Linked DNA regions of Mus musculus: regions 1, 2 and 3 are each linked to region 4. A link is a contact called in public promoter capture Hi-C data. All regions are on one chromosome and are shown on one strand. The core of a region is the stretch at or near the end of the contact, and the rest is flanking DNA. Distances in the headings are between cores, read along the strand shown. Region 1 holds the start of Rec8 (REC8 meiotic recombination protein). Region 2 holds the start of Tinf2 (Terf1 (TRF1)-interacting nuclear factor 2). Region 3 holds the start of Tm9sf1 (transmembrane 9 superfamily member 1). Region 4 holds the start of Dhrs4 (dehydrogenase/reductase (SDR family) member 4).

What was found. Promoter capture Hi-C pulls out the DNA fragments that hold promoters and counts their contacts. Capture Hi-C pulls out chosen DNA fragments and counts their contacts.
Region 1: a contact with region 4 is called in a promoter capture Hi-C map of pancreatic islet. The contact joins the promoter of Rec8 here to the promoter of Dhrs4 in region 4. A contact is called at or near these places in 2 of 115 datasets of contacts at active chromatin or transcription factors (embryonic stem cells and memory CD8 T cells) and 3 of 9 other capture datasets (adipose tissue, liver and pancreatic islet).
Region 2: a contact with region 4 is called in a promoter capture Hi-C map of liver. The contact joins the promoter of Tinf2 here to the promoter of Dhrs4 in region 4. A contact is called at or near these places in 4 of 39 promoter capture datasets (erythroid cells, fetal liver, hematopoietic stem and progenitor cells and 1 more), 1 of 115 datasets of contacts at active chromatin or transcription factors (memory CD8 T cells) and 3 of 9 other capture datasets (adipose tissue, liver and pancreatic islet).
Region 3: a promoter capture Hi-C map of erythroid cells shows a contact between it and region 4, with 6 times the contacts expected there. The contact joins the promoter of Tm9sf1 here to the promoter of Dhrs4 in region 4. A contact is called at or near these places in 9 of 39 promoter capture datasets (cranial neural crest, embryonic stem cells, erythroid cells and 6 more), 1 of 484 Hi-C or Micro-C datasets (B cells), 3 of 115 datasets of contacts at active chromatin or transcription factors (the SCID.adh cell line, embryonic stem cells and memory CD8 T cells) and 3 of 9 other capture datasets (adipose tissue, liver and pancreatic islet).

What each region holds. Positions count from the first base shown.
Region 1 is chr14:55,616,882-55,620,054 of GRCm38.p6, forward strand. It overlaps Rec8 (REC8 meiotic recombination protein), which reads left to right and starts at 1,285. Exons shown (of 20, transcript NM_020002.3): 1 at 1,285-1,472; 2 at 1,665-1,777; 3 at 1,861-1,929; 4 at 2,017-2,159; 5 at 2,240-2,315; 6 at 2,699-2,819. The coding sequence starts at 1,722.
Region 2 is chr14:55,680,211-55,683,164 of GRCm38.p6, forward strand. Tinf2 (Terf1 (TRF1)-interacting nuclear factor 2) reads right to left here and starts at 1,607. Exons shown (of 9, transcript NM_145705.3): 1 at 1,180-1,607; 2 at 1,015-1,101; 3 at 790-879; 4 at 585-692; 5 at 401-497; 6 at 1-246. The coding sequence starts at 1,371. It also overlaps a transcript of Gmpr2 not described here.
Region 3 is chr14:55,641,839-55,644,698 of GRCm38.p6, forward strand. Tm9sf1 (transmembrane 9 superfamily member 1) reads right to left here and starts at 1,533. Exons shown (of 5, transcript NM_001360063.1): 1 at 756-1,533. The coding sequence starts at 1,100. It also overlaps a transcript of Tssk4 not described here.
Region 4 is chr14:55,477,279-55,480,350 of GRCm38.p6, forward strand. Dhrs4 (dehydrogenase/reductase (SDR family) member 4) reads left to right here and starts at 1,480. Exons shown (of 8, transcript NM_001037938.2): 1 at 1,480-1,755; 2 at 2,748-2,925. The coding sequence starts at 1,625.

The DNA of each region.
Region 1 (3,173 bases), core at 35-2,534, 140 kb after region 4:
CTGAGCTCAGGGCCTTGTGTGTGTATGTGTGTACATATGTATATATGTGAATATGCATATGTGTATATATGTATATACACATATATGCCAGTCAGGCTTTCTACGACTGAGCTACATTTCCACATCTCCAGCCCAGTTTTTACTTTTTACTTTTTACTTTTTTTTTTTTTTTTTTTTTGAGACAGGATTTCATTATCTCTCCCTAACTGGTCTGTAGACCAGGCCAGTCTCAAACTCTTAAGAGATCCTCCTGTTGCTGAGATAAAAGTATTATGCCCAGCTCATGAGACCCCTGCTTCCCCAAGAGACCACCAGGGCCCCCAATTCTGATGCAAATACTTGTGAGAGTCTTTATTCAAGCTCGAGCTTGGGCTACAAACCTTCCTGATGGAACAGGAAGGAGAGTGACCCCAGCTCTAGGTGAAGGGGTTTATAAAGGAAAAAAACCTGCAAGCAGGGGTTTCTTAGCCCTGGCATTACATGAAAGGGTAAAGGAATGTTGGCCTCTCAATGCTGGGGGGCATATCGCTTCAAGGACAGCAGGCAGTAGCTTTTTCCAAGTACAGCAGCTTATAGTAGAGTTTATTCTGCTACCTCAGTCCCTTCAAGAGGTGTGCACACCACTCTTGGCCTGTTTTGTTTTTTGCTTAGAGCTAGTGTTCAAATTGTCTAGGCTGGCTTTGAACCTGCCTCCCTTCCAAGTAGCAGCTGAGATTATAGGAGTTTGTAGTTACAGCTCCCTTGGCTGTTTTCTTTCTTGTTGAATAAAAGGCCACCTCACACAGTTTCTTGCACTTAGCACAGCACAGACCCTTACTGGGCACAAAATCGGGTTGGTGAAATTTAGGAGTAAGGACAGGTCCTATGCTCAGGCAAGGTACCTTCTCTTACATCTCTGTATCATAAACAGCACCAAGGCATCTGCCCTTCACATGACCCCGGCTCCTAAAAGATACTTTGTCAGCTGTCGCCAGGGAGAGAGACTGGATTTTCTCTCCGTTTATTGGTCAGCTTTGCACCTTGGCGAAGTCCTTGTTACTACCCGAGAACGAGAGGCCATTGGCCAGAACACCTCACAATGCCTTGGTAGCGCTCAGAATTCTCGTGATTGGCTGGCGACTATTCTCCAAGAGCCTATGGCCTGGAACTGAGTTCTGCTGCCTGGCTCCAGGAGTCTTTGAGTTTCTTCTGGCGCGGCTTCTCATTGGCTGTCGGTGGTACAAAGCCTTGGAGAGTGTGCACCTGATCCCGCTGGAGGGCGACAGGACCTAGAGCAAGGTCCAGAAGCTCAACGACGACGACTACGGCGGCGGCGGCGGTGGTGGTGGTGGTGGTGGTGGTGGTGGCGGGCAGCAGAGTCGAAGAAGGCCTCTTGACCAGAAGAGGACTCAGTCTTCTTTGAAGATCTGTTCTGTGTCTCTGCCCGGGTTTTTCTTGGAGCTCCGCATCTCTGCCTGGACAGAATCCTGATGGTATGGTGCGCGTTGTGCAGACCTTTTTAGGAATGGCCAAAGGAGGGATGCTTAGCTCCTGTGTCTTTGGTTACCTCCTAATTCAGTTGTATAGTCAGTCGTTTTACTAATTGGGCTTTTTGCATCCATATCTACCACACCCCCGTCCAAATTCCTACTCTTCAATGGTGCTGGAAATCTCGTATTCTCAAGAATTCGGATTGAGATCCAAACGGGATTGGTGCAGGGAAGGTGAACCCAGGAGCAAAGATGTTCTACTATCCTAACGTGCTTCAGCGCCACACAGGCTGCTTCGCCACCATCTGGTGAGCACAGGGCTGATGGCTATGCCAGGAGCCAGGTAGTGGGATCTCCCCTTGACAAGCCGTTCCTGCCCCCACCCCTCCAGGCTGGCAGCAACCCGAGGCAGCCGTTTGGTGAAGCGTGAATACCTAAATGTGAATGTGGTAAAGACCTGGTAAGATCCAGAAAAGAGGGAGGAATCGCTGGTGTGGGGCTTCTGGTTTTTGGGTGTTGCATTGATCAGGGCTTCTTGTTCTCCCAGCGAGGAAATCCTCAATTATGTGCTGGTAAGAGTGCAACCTCCGGTGGCCGGGCTGCCCCGCCCCCGCTTCTCCCTCTATCTCTCCGCCCAGCTTCAGATTGGTGTGATAAGGGTCTACTTTCAACAGTGCCAGTACCTTGTGGGTAAGGCTAGAGACTCCAGAGGTGGGCTAGAGCTGAAGGAGCCATGACTAGGTTGTTTATTTTACCGTTTTCACCCACAGAAGACATCCAGCATATCCTGGAGCACCTACATCGTGCCCAGCTGCGGATTCGCATTGATATGGAGGAGGCTGACCTGTGAGGCCCTGGGACTGAAACCATCCATACCAAGCTGCTTGGCCTCGTGCATTGTGTGTGTGTGTGTGTGTGTGTGTGTGTGTGTGTGTGTGTGTGTGTGAGAGAGAGAGAGAGAGAGAGAGAGAGAGAGAGAGAGAGAGAGAGAGGAGAGAGAGAGAGAGAGAGAGAGAGTAGGGGTAGAGGATCGGGAAGGGGGTAGGGAGAGAGGGCACTGTATGCATGTGGAGGTCAGAGAACAGCCAATAAAGTGGGCTCTCTTCCTTATGCTAGTTCAAATTCAGGGATGAAATTAGGGACTGTGGGGTTTGGTGGCATCACCTTTACCAGCCGAGCCATCCCACTCACCCTCAGTCTCTCTCCTTTACATCCCTGTTCTCGCCCAGACCTAGCTTGCTTCTTCCCAACTGCCTGGCCATGATGGAGACGCTGGAAGATGCCCCAGAACCCTTTTTTGGGAAGATGTCTGTGGATCCTAGACTTCCCAGTCCTTTTGATATTCCTCAGGTAGGGTTCACTCCCTTAGGACCCCTCAGAAATCACGAGATAACAGCGTAGGAGGAGGAGTTAGTTGGTGTTCCTGTCACTCTGGAGCTGAGATTTAGGAATGGGACATTGCCATGGAACAAGGGGGTTGCTGGGTGCAAGCAAGCAGAGCCCCAGATCCTGCTTACGAAAGGGCCAACCTGATAGGATGGTGTCCTCGCCAGAGGTGTTCTCCCTGCCACCTCCCACCGTTCCCACCACCGAGACCCTACTCTCAGGCTTCACCTGGTTATGTTGGCTTTTCTTCCCTGTCTTCTTCCATCTCCCACAACTTAGATTACATTACTCCAGCCACCATTTCCCATCTAAGCAGCG
Region 2 (2,954 bases), core at 357-2,856, 200 kb after region 4:
GCATGACTGTGGGCCGCTCTTTATGGCACGCCTTTGCCGATGTCCAATGTGATCGGGATTTTCGCTTTCCCAAAGGGGCCAGATTAAAGCGGTGGCCAGCTAAGTGTTCTGGGTGCTCCAGTGAAGCTGGCTGGTGAGGGCCAAGCTTAGCTTTAGGCAGAGGACTGTGGAATGCTGGCCTGGTTTGCTGATGAGGACTCTCTTCCATGGGCTCTATCAGATTCCCTGAGCCAGAAGTAGAGCTCTCTGAAAGATAAAATAAGATGCCTTATAAAATTAGAACTAGGTTAAAACTCAGGTTTGTGTTACAGGCCCATATAACTTCCATTCGGCTGACTCAGGTTTGGTAGAGCTAAACACTAACCTCCAAATTGCTAGTTATCTCCGCTGATCCTCTTACCTGGAAATGTCCACCCCATGTCCATACCATACTGGTGCAAAGCAACCGAAGAAGTGATGAACGAGCCCGGCTGACTCCAACTTAGAGCATCCTGAAGCTGTGGGCAAGGCGACAGATAGGAAGATCATAGTTCTCGGGGAAGCCACCCAGCCTTCCGCCCTTAAAGTGTTTCTTTCTCAACAACCTCTTGTGCTCTGACTGGAGGCAGTGCTTTCTCTAGCTGACACAAGTATTCAAACAACAGCTTTTCCATGGCAACTAGAAAGGATTCCCCATAGTCTTGTTCTAGTTCCTGTATGTGGGAAAGTGAAGCAGGTCAGATGAATTTTAGAAAACAAAACAAAACAAAACAGGAATCCCATAACATCCTCCAAACCAACCATTCTCACCTGCAGGCTCGAAGGCGGGTCCTCTGACAGGTGCTTCACAAGCAAGCAAAAATTTTCCCGTGCCTCCAAAAGCTTCCTGTCTTCTTTTGTCTGTTGAGGATATTGAAGACAGGAAAATTTGGGTGAGGAGGTGTCGCTAGGACCCAGGGGCAACTTGGTTGCATCAGGCCTGAGTTTGGTCTGCCCAAGATAGCACTCACAGCTTCGGGGTCCAGTGGTACTTACTGTTCTGGACTCTGCTGGGAAGTGATGCTTCAGGGCATTCAGGACCTGGTCCCAGGGTCGCGCCTGCAGGATCAGCTCCACCACCACCTGCACGGTACAGGGCTCAGAACACCTACCCTTTTCCAGCCGATCTTAGTCCCAACCAGACGTCCTTCTCTCTAGTACCTTGGCCTTTAGGCTCATACACAGGCGTTCATGGTGCCGGTAGCAAACCAAGCCGGGGGCAGCAGCGCGCAAGGACTGCAGAAACTCCACCACTTTCGGGAAGTGCTCTACGCGGCGACGGCGGACTACCAGCCAGCTGGCGGCGGCAGCAAACCGCAGAGACGCGGGACCTACCCCTGGAGGTGGGGCCATGGCCCGCGGGCGCCCTTTCCTCCTTTCGTTCAACCCAGGCTTCCCGGACGCTCCCGTAGGCGGAGCCCCGCTTCTCTCATCTGCACCGGAAGGTCGGCGGACCAGCTGGGCCCATTTCGCGGAGCCACGGGAACCCCGCAGTCTCCTCTCAGGCGGTGACTTAAGTGTATCAACCTGTCCAGATCACTAAACTTAAAATGCCGCCACTGAGGGAAACGCAGGAGTACGTCACTTCCGCCTGGGCGCGCGGCTTCCCTCCCCGGAAGAGGCCGCGGAGGGAGCTGTGACGTCACGAGGTCCCCTGCACTGTGAAAGTGACGTACGACCTAGCGTCACTCTCCATCACCCCTGCAAGCTGTAAACCTAGGTGTCTGAATCAGCGTCTGCCAAGCCCTTCCCGGGCCGCCAGCCGCTCCCAGGAAAAATTCTGCCATTCCTCTCGCGAAACAGAAGAGGGCGCTCGCTCGTTTCAAAAAACCAAACACAGGCCTGAGTGGTAACTCCGCCCTCCTGTCCTGACTCGCCGGTGCCTAAACGAATATAGTTTGAAATATCCTAGGGCTAGTCAGGGTTCTCCTGGACAGTAGGATGACAGCCGTTTTATGCTTTTCTGTGCCACATCTTTGCTGTTTCGTGTAGTTTATAATATTTAAGGGCTTCCTTTTCCAAGTTTCTTTTGAGCACTAACTTGATGGAGTCCTTTAGTGGGTTGACTCTTCTTGCTCTCCCCAAGGACAGAACCGGGCACACTGTGTACAGCTTTACTTTGTTGCTTAAATTAATTATCTGCCTTGCCCACCTTGCAGGAATTTTATGAAACCTGCCCATTATTTGAATGGTTTCCTCCATTCCCAGACTCATGGCTCACACTTTGCCTTGGTTCTCCAGATCAGTATTCAGAGCCTTTCCAGACCCAGTACCAAAGTACTACACTGGATGTTAATGTTGAAGTGGGTTTTCTTCATATTTTTTTCTGTCATTTCTGACCTTACCACTTTCATTTTTTCTTTAAAGATTTATTTATTTTATGTATGAGTACACATTACTCTCTTCAGACACACCAGAAGAGGGCATTGGATCCCCACTACAGATGGTTGTGAGCTACCATGTGGTTGCTGGAAATTGAACTCAGGACCTCTGGAAGAGCAGTCGGTGCTCTTAACCGCTGAGCCATCTCTCCAGCCCCACTTTCATTTTTTCTAAAGAATTTTCCCACAGAGTGTGCTGGTGCACACCTCTAAATCCCGGCGTGAGATGGGGTTTTTTTTTTTCCCCCTTGTTTTCAGTACTGTAAATACTTTACTCCCTTGTTGCTTGCATGGTTCTGGGTAGAAGTCCAATCTAGTTACACATTGTTTTTAAAGCTGAGAAATTAATTTCCTTTTTAAAGCTATCATGTATTAATTTAACTCTTTTGATACTTTATTTTTATTTAATGTGGACCAGTGTTTTGTCTGAATGTATGTCTGTGAACCATGTGTGTGGAGTGCCCATGGAGGGCAGGTGAAGATTTAAGTCTCCTGGGATGGAGGTTACAGAGGGGGGGGGGGCATGCACAGGTAAAGACAGAACAAGTAAGAACA
Region 3 (2,860 bases), core at 283-2,782, 160 kb after region 4:
AGGCAGAGGCAGGTAGATCTCTTGTGAGTTCAAGGCCATCCTAGTCTACAGAGAGAGTTCCAGGACATCCAGGGCTGTTGTTACATAGAGAAAGCCTATCTTAGTTGATGGGTAGAGATCTGGTATAGAACAAACCTGTTATCCCAGCACTTAGAAGGTTACTATTGGGTTTGAGGCTAGCCTTGGCTACATAGTAAGACCTTATCTCAATGTTCAAAACAAGAACAAACCCCTAAACCAACCAAACCAAATGTCTTTATACACTGCCAAAGTACCTAGGTACAAAACTGTTTTCCATTGAGACTCACTGACTGATTCTGGTATATTAGCCCCAAAAAAGAACAAGGATCTCTTTGCTAGGATAAAGTCTCAGAAAAATAAATGGAGCAAAGTATAAAAAGACTGGAATTAAGAAGTTCCAAAATTTGCTAAAGGAAAAAAAAGAAAAGTAACAGGGAAGGCTAAAAAGTAAAAAAAAAAGTCATGGAAAAAAACAGAGGCATGTACGGAAGGAGAGAGACTTGCACAGGACTCTGGGACCTATTACTGACAGCGAAGAGCCTTAGGCTCTAAGCTCCCCGCTCTGCATCTCTGGATCCATGTTATCTTGAAAAGTCAGTTTGGAACATCTAAGCAAGTACACGGGGTTGTAGTTGGAGTCCAAACATAATTTCCATAAAGGTACCATAGATGCAAGGCACCCTTAGTCCCTAGCAAGGAGGGCTGAGTGATATGTACCGCGGAGAGCAGCTGACCTGTGCAGAACTGAGCTGCATGTGACACAGAATTCTCTTCTCCACATTCTCCCGAAAGCGGATCTCGTACAAAGATTCGGCCATTCGGTCCCCATCCAGAACTTCACCCAAACTAAGACTTTTGTGGCGGATCTTCTCAGGACAGCAGACTGGAAGCTGATAGTAGTGGTAAGTTTCCTGAGGGTTATGGTAGGGTCCCACTTTGTTGACATATAGAATGACAGGGTCGCCGGGCTTGTAGTGTGTGACACCTTCCACCCATGGCCCATGGCCTATGCCCAGCAACAGTATCAGGACTGGCAAACAATGGCAGCTCCAACTTCGAGGGTACCCTAGGACTGTCATCCTTAAGGCAGCAGAACCTGTTGGGGGAATCCCGTGGTTACAGAAACTAGGAATCAAATCATGATGACCCGGTTCTGGTCTCTCAAGTGCCCATTGGCTCCACCTCCTCCCTTCGGCCTCCCGATCCCCACACCACAGAACTTATCTATCCCAAAGACGGGGCCTGGCGTGCACTCAATAGTACTCCCAACCTAGGGTTCACGCCTCTAGGCCTCCCCAGCCCGGGGCTGCGCGTGCCAACCCGTTTCTATAGCAACGCCCGGCGGGCTCGCTGCTACGGAAGGGGCACTCGCCGCAGCTCCAGGGTCCTCACTGCGAGGTACCGGCTGGCCAAAGAGGCGCCAGTGGCCTCACGGGGCCCCGTAGCTGCCCTTGGGCTTCTGCCCCGGTCTTCCAGACAGCGGCGCCGGAGCGGTAGGCTTGCGGAGGACCTGACGACGGACCTCCTCCGGGTTGTCCGCCGCTGCGCCTGATTGCCGCGGCTGCTGCCACGTCGCCGGCGTCCGCCCTCGGCTCATTCGAATGCTCCTGGAAGAGCTCTGGTTCGCCCGCAATCCGGCCCGGCCACGGATTCCACGATGCTCGCTCCCCGAGCCACCGAGCGATGCCAGTGGTCGTCCCGGCGAGCAGCACCGCAGCCCGGACACGTCAGTCTTACCACTTCCGCCTTCGCCGACGGGGACCTCAGCTCCGGGAAGGCGGGAAGGCTCTTCTCCTGAGCCAAGAGCTCCGCGATGCTCGCCGGTGTGTCGCGGGCGGCTTCCCACGGGCTCTCGCGCGGCTGGGCTGTCCTCTCTAGGATGGAGAGAGACAGCTGGGGAGCGGGAGCGCGGCACCCGCCCCCGGCTGCTGAGGTCGGCCCGGACGCGGAAAGTTGTCCCTAACCTGGGCGGGGCGGGGCTTTGTGCCGCGTTCCCACGCCAGGGACCTGTAGCCTCCAACACCTTGGTAAAGGTGCCCCTCCGAGGCTTTCTGGAGGCACGGACCGGTTATTGTTGGCAACAGGCATGCGGGAGGTAGGTGAGGTGCACCTACAGTTTGCCATTTCACCCTGCAAGTTGTGCGGGTTGACAGCGCGTTTTTTTTTTAAGATTTATTTATTTATTATATGTAAGTACACTGTAGCTGTCCTCAGACACTTCAGAAGAGAGAGTCAGATCTCGTTATGAGATGGTTGTAAGCCACCATGTGGTTGCTGGGATTTGAACTCGGGACCTTTGGAAGAGCAGTCGGGTGCTCTTACCCACAGAGCCATCTCACCAGCCCGACAGCGCGGTTTTTGATCGGAAGTAGGTTTTTGTTTTGTTTTTTGAATGTGGAGTCCCTGCAGACCTCGAACCCGGGGTCTTTTGAGTCTCCGCCTTCAGAGTTTCAGAGCTTACAGGTACCATCTCACTTCCGTCATTTTGTTCCCAAGTTCGTCTGTGGGACGTTTGGACTTCTCCCTAACTTTGCAGGTTTCTTTGAACGCGTTACTTTTGTCTGGCTCAAGCTGTTGTGAAGGGGCTCTGCCCCTTTTGAACAGTGACTTTCACTTGGCAACATGGGAGCAAACGGAAGGAAGCTGACTTCAATTTTTCTATTCTGGCGGAAGCAAGTACTGAGAGAAATCACAAGCAGCCATTCTTTCCTCACTCCTACGACTGTTCTTTTCTGATCCACCCACTGTCCTGAAGCGGTTAGAGTCTAGGAAGCTAGGCTTGAGCCAGACACAGTGGCTTTTGTTTTGACCCCTTTGCCCTCCTCAAGACAGTCAGTCT
Region 4 (3,072 bases), core at 230-2,729:
TAGACCCAGGACCTCCATCTTTTCACCCTGGGTATCACAGTGGTCATTTCCTGCCTGTCTGAAGATGAAGTCCTCAGTGGCTCTCAACCTGGCTAATGCTGCAACCCTTTAATTCAGTTCCTCATGTTGTGGCCCCCAGTCATAAAATTATTTTCATTGCTACTTCATAACTAATTTTTGCTACTGTTATGAATCATAATGAAAAAATTTGATATTTCCAATAGTCTTAGGCAAACCCAAAGGGGTTGTGACTCACAGGTTGAGAACCACTGGCAATAGACTTTGTGCCATAGGGAAAGATAGTGTCAGGCCTAGGCCAGCTGTCACAACTTATCACATTTGTCACCTGGCCTCCTCATCCCTCACTACATGGACACTGTGAGGAGCACAAGTGTCACCTCCACAGACAGTCTCAAAACATTCATTCATTTGCCCTTCTTGTATGTGATGTGTGGTGTGTGTGTGTGTGTGTTATTTTCTTACGCAGAGGGTCATCACACAAGGTTCACTCTCTAAATTCCTAACTAAGGTCCTAAGCCTGTCTCCCCAGGGCTTCTCAGCTGTGTAACATATCTTAACTGAAGGTTGGGTCTAGCCTCTATTAGTGGTCTCTGATTCGAGGGTCAGGATCCTTGGCAAGACTCTCCAGACACAGGGCAGATCTGGGTAGCTTCTCTCCAACTGTGCAGAGCAGAGCATTGCCCTTGGTCTCTGCTTTGATACTGTCCAATGGGCATCGTGGGGTGCTAGGACTGTGTCTGGTTATCCTGAGTGAGTGATGTTCTGGTTATCAGTACAGCCATGGGTGTAGTGGGGTTCCTGAATAAGCTATTTTTTACATGTCTAAAGGCATTTTTACTACGCTCATCATGGTGTGTTTCTGGGGCTGGGGGAGTAGGGTATGCACACATGTGCCTATACGAGAGGTCAACGTGGACTGTTTTCTACCACTCCCTATCTTATCTTTTTCTTGAGACGGGGTTTTTCACTGAGCCCGGAGCTCATGGATTGGCAAGACCAGATGACCAAAAGCCTCAACAATCATCTTGTCTGTGTATCTAAAGCTAGGAATACAGCTGTTAGGTGACAAGCCCTGCTTTTTATGTTAATGCTGAAGATCCAAACTCAGGCCAGCATGCTTGCTCAACAACCATTTTACCAAATGAGTTGTCTGTGCAGTCCTGCATACAAACCCAGGCTTTTTATAAAGGAAGAATTATTTGGAGTTTAAGGAAGCAAAACAAAAATAAATAAAATTGCAAAGCTTCCTCTCCAACGACTCTCCTAAGACCCCATCCCAAAAAAAGGTGGACCAGCAGAAGTGGGAGGAGCAGCTGGGGCACAGGAAAAGCTGGGGGTTCTGGTAGAAGAGGTGTGGGGGTCTTGAAGGAAACTTGGACTGAGAATTTGCGGGAGTCCCAAATCAGGCAAAGGGGCGCGGGGCGCCAGCAGGGAGCGCTCGCAACCGCCGCGGCTCCCGCCTAGTCCCGGGCCGTCGCAGAGCCGGTCCTAGAAGAGGGGCAGGCAGTCTGGGAAGTCAGAGCTCTCCCAGCTAGACCAGCCTCCCGCCCTTTGAACAGTCCCCTCCCCTAGCAGAGTTCAACCCAACCCCCTGGCCTGAACTATGCAGAAAGCGGGACGGCTGTTAGGTGGTTGGACTCAAGCGTGGATGTCGGTGAGGATGGCCAGTTCCGGGTTGACTCGTCGAAACCCTCTCTCCAATAAGGTGGCCCTGGTCACAGCCTCCACCGACGGGTGAGTACCAGAGCCAGAGTCTTCATCCAGAAACAAGTACTCTTTAACTCCTGGACTGTTGTCCTCGAGCCTCAGATGCGGCCAAAGGCCACCCCGAGGGAGAAAAAGGAAACCCACATGGTGGACCTGAAATCGCTCCGAATCCCCGACCTGGCCCTGCCACAGGCTAGCCCTTGTATCACTGTTGCCTTCGGCTTTGTGAGAGCTCGGCGCTGCCAGAAGGACCCAGGTCCCGGTGCTTCTGGGCTGCCCCAATCGACAGCTCCACCTAGAGTCTGGGAAGACCAAAACAACCAGTCACGGCTTCAAAGCTCTGCTTGCTGTTCTTGCTCCCTAGGGACCCCTTACCTGGATCCCGTGCCCAGATCTTTACTTCAGTCTGTATATTTGGGCCTCCGTGCCCAGCCTGTCTCACCCACCACTCTCAACTATCCAGTTTTTTAATCCCCACAGGACCTTACTAAATTAAAAAACTCCTTGAAAATCTGTAATGCAGATGTCTATGAAAAGCTAACATCTGGCTATTATAAAATATGTAATTGATATTTACATTTTGAGCCATGCTTTTTTTGGTGAAGGCCCCCCCCAAATATATCAAAAGATAGAATTGTGAGGTTGTAGTGTGGTAAGAGGTATTTGGGGATATGGGCTTCTTCCAGCAAGGCCCCTAAGTCCATGGCAACTGAACACTCATCTATTTCTCTCCCCTCTTTCCCAACTGGACATAGGTACAATAATCGGTCATGAAGGCTGTGGCAGGTGATGTCAGTCCCGGGAACTGGGGTAAAAGACAAGATCATAATAAAATCATCTGAGCTTATCCTTCTGTCCGCACCATTAAAAGCCTACTCTACCTAGTAGAAATGCGTGAAGCTCGAATACAGGGAGAGCGAGGGTCCAGTGCTGAAAGCCTGAAAGCAGAGCCCACGCATGCTCTCGCCCTCTTCTCTGCGGTAGAGGCCTTGACAGTGTGTCACCTTTTACCCTCGTAGGATCGGCTTTGCCATCGCCCGGCGCCTGGCTGAAGATGGGGCCCACGTGGTCGTCAGCAGCCGCAAACAGCAGAATGTGGACCGTGCAGTGGCCACACTACAGGGAGAGGGCCTGAGTGTGACTGGCATCGTGTGCCACGTGGGGAAGGCAGAGGATCGAGAAAAGCTGATAACCACGGTGAGCAGGCAGAATATGGGTGCTGGGCCAAGGCATGGCAGAAGGGAGGCAAGGCAGCCTGTGCCTTCCTGCCTGGTTTCTAGGACTGCATTGGTGAGATACAACCCATGCTGACCCCTGTTAGCATCCTAATGCTCACACCCAAAC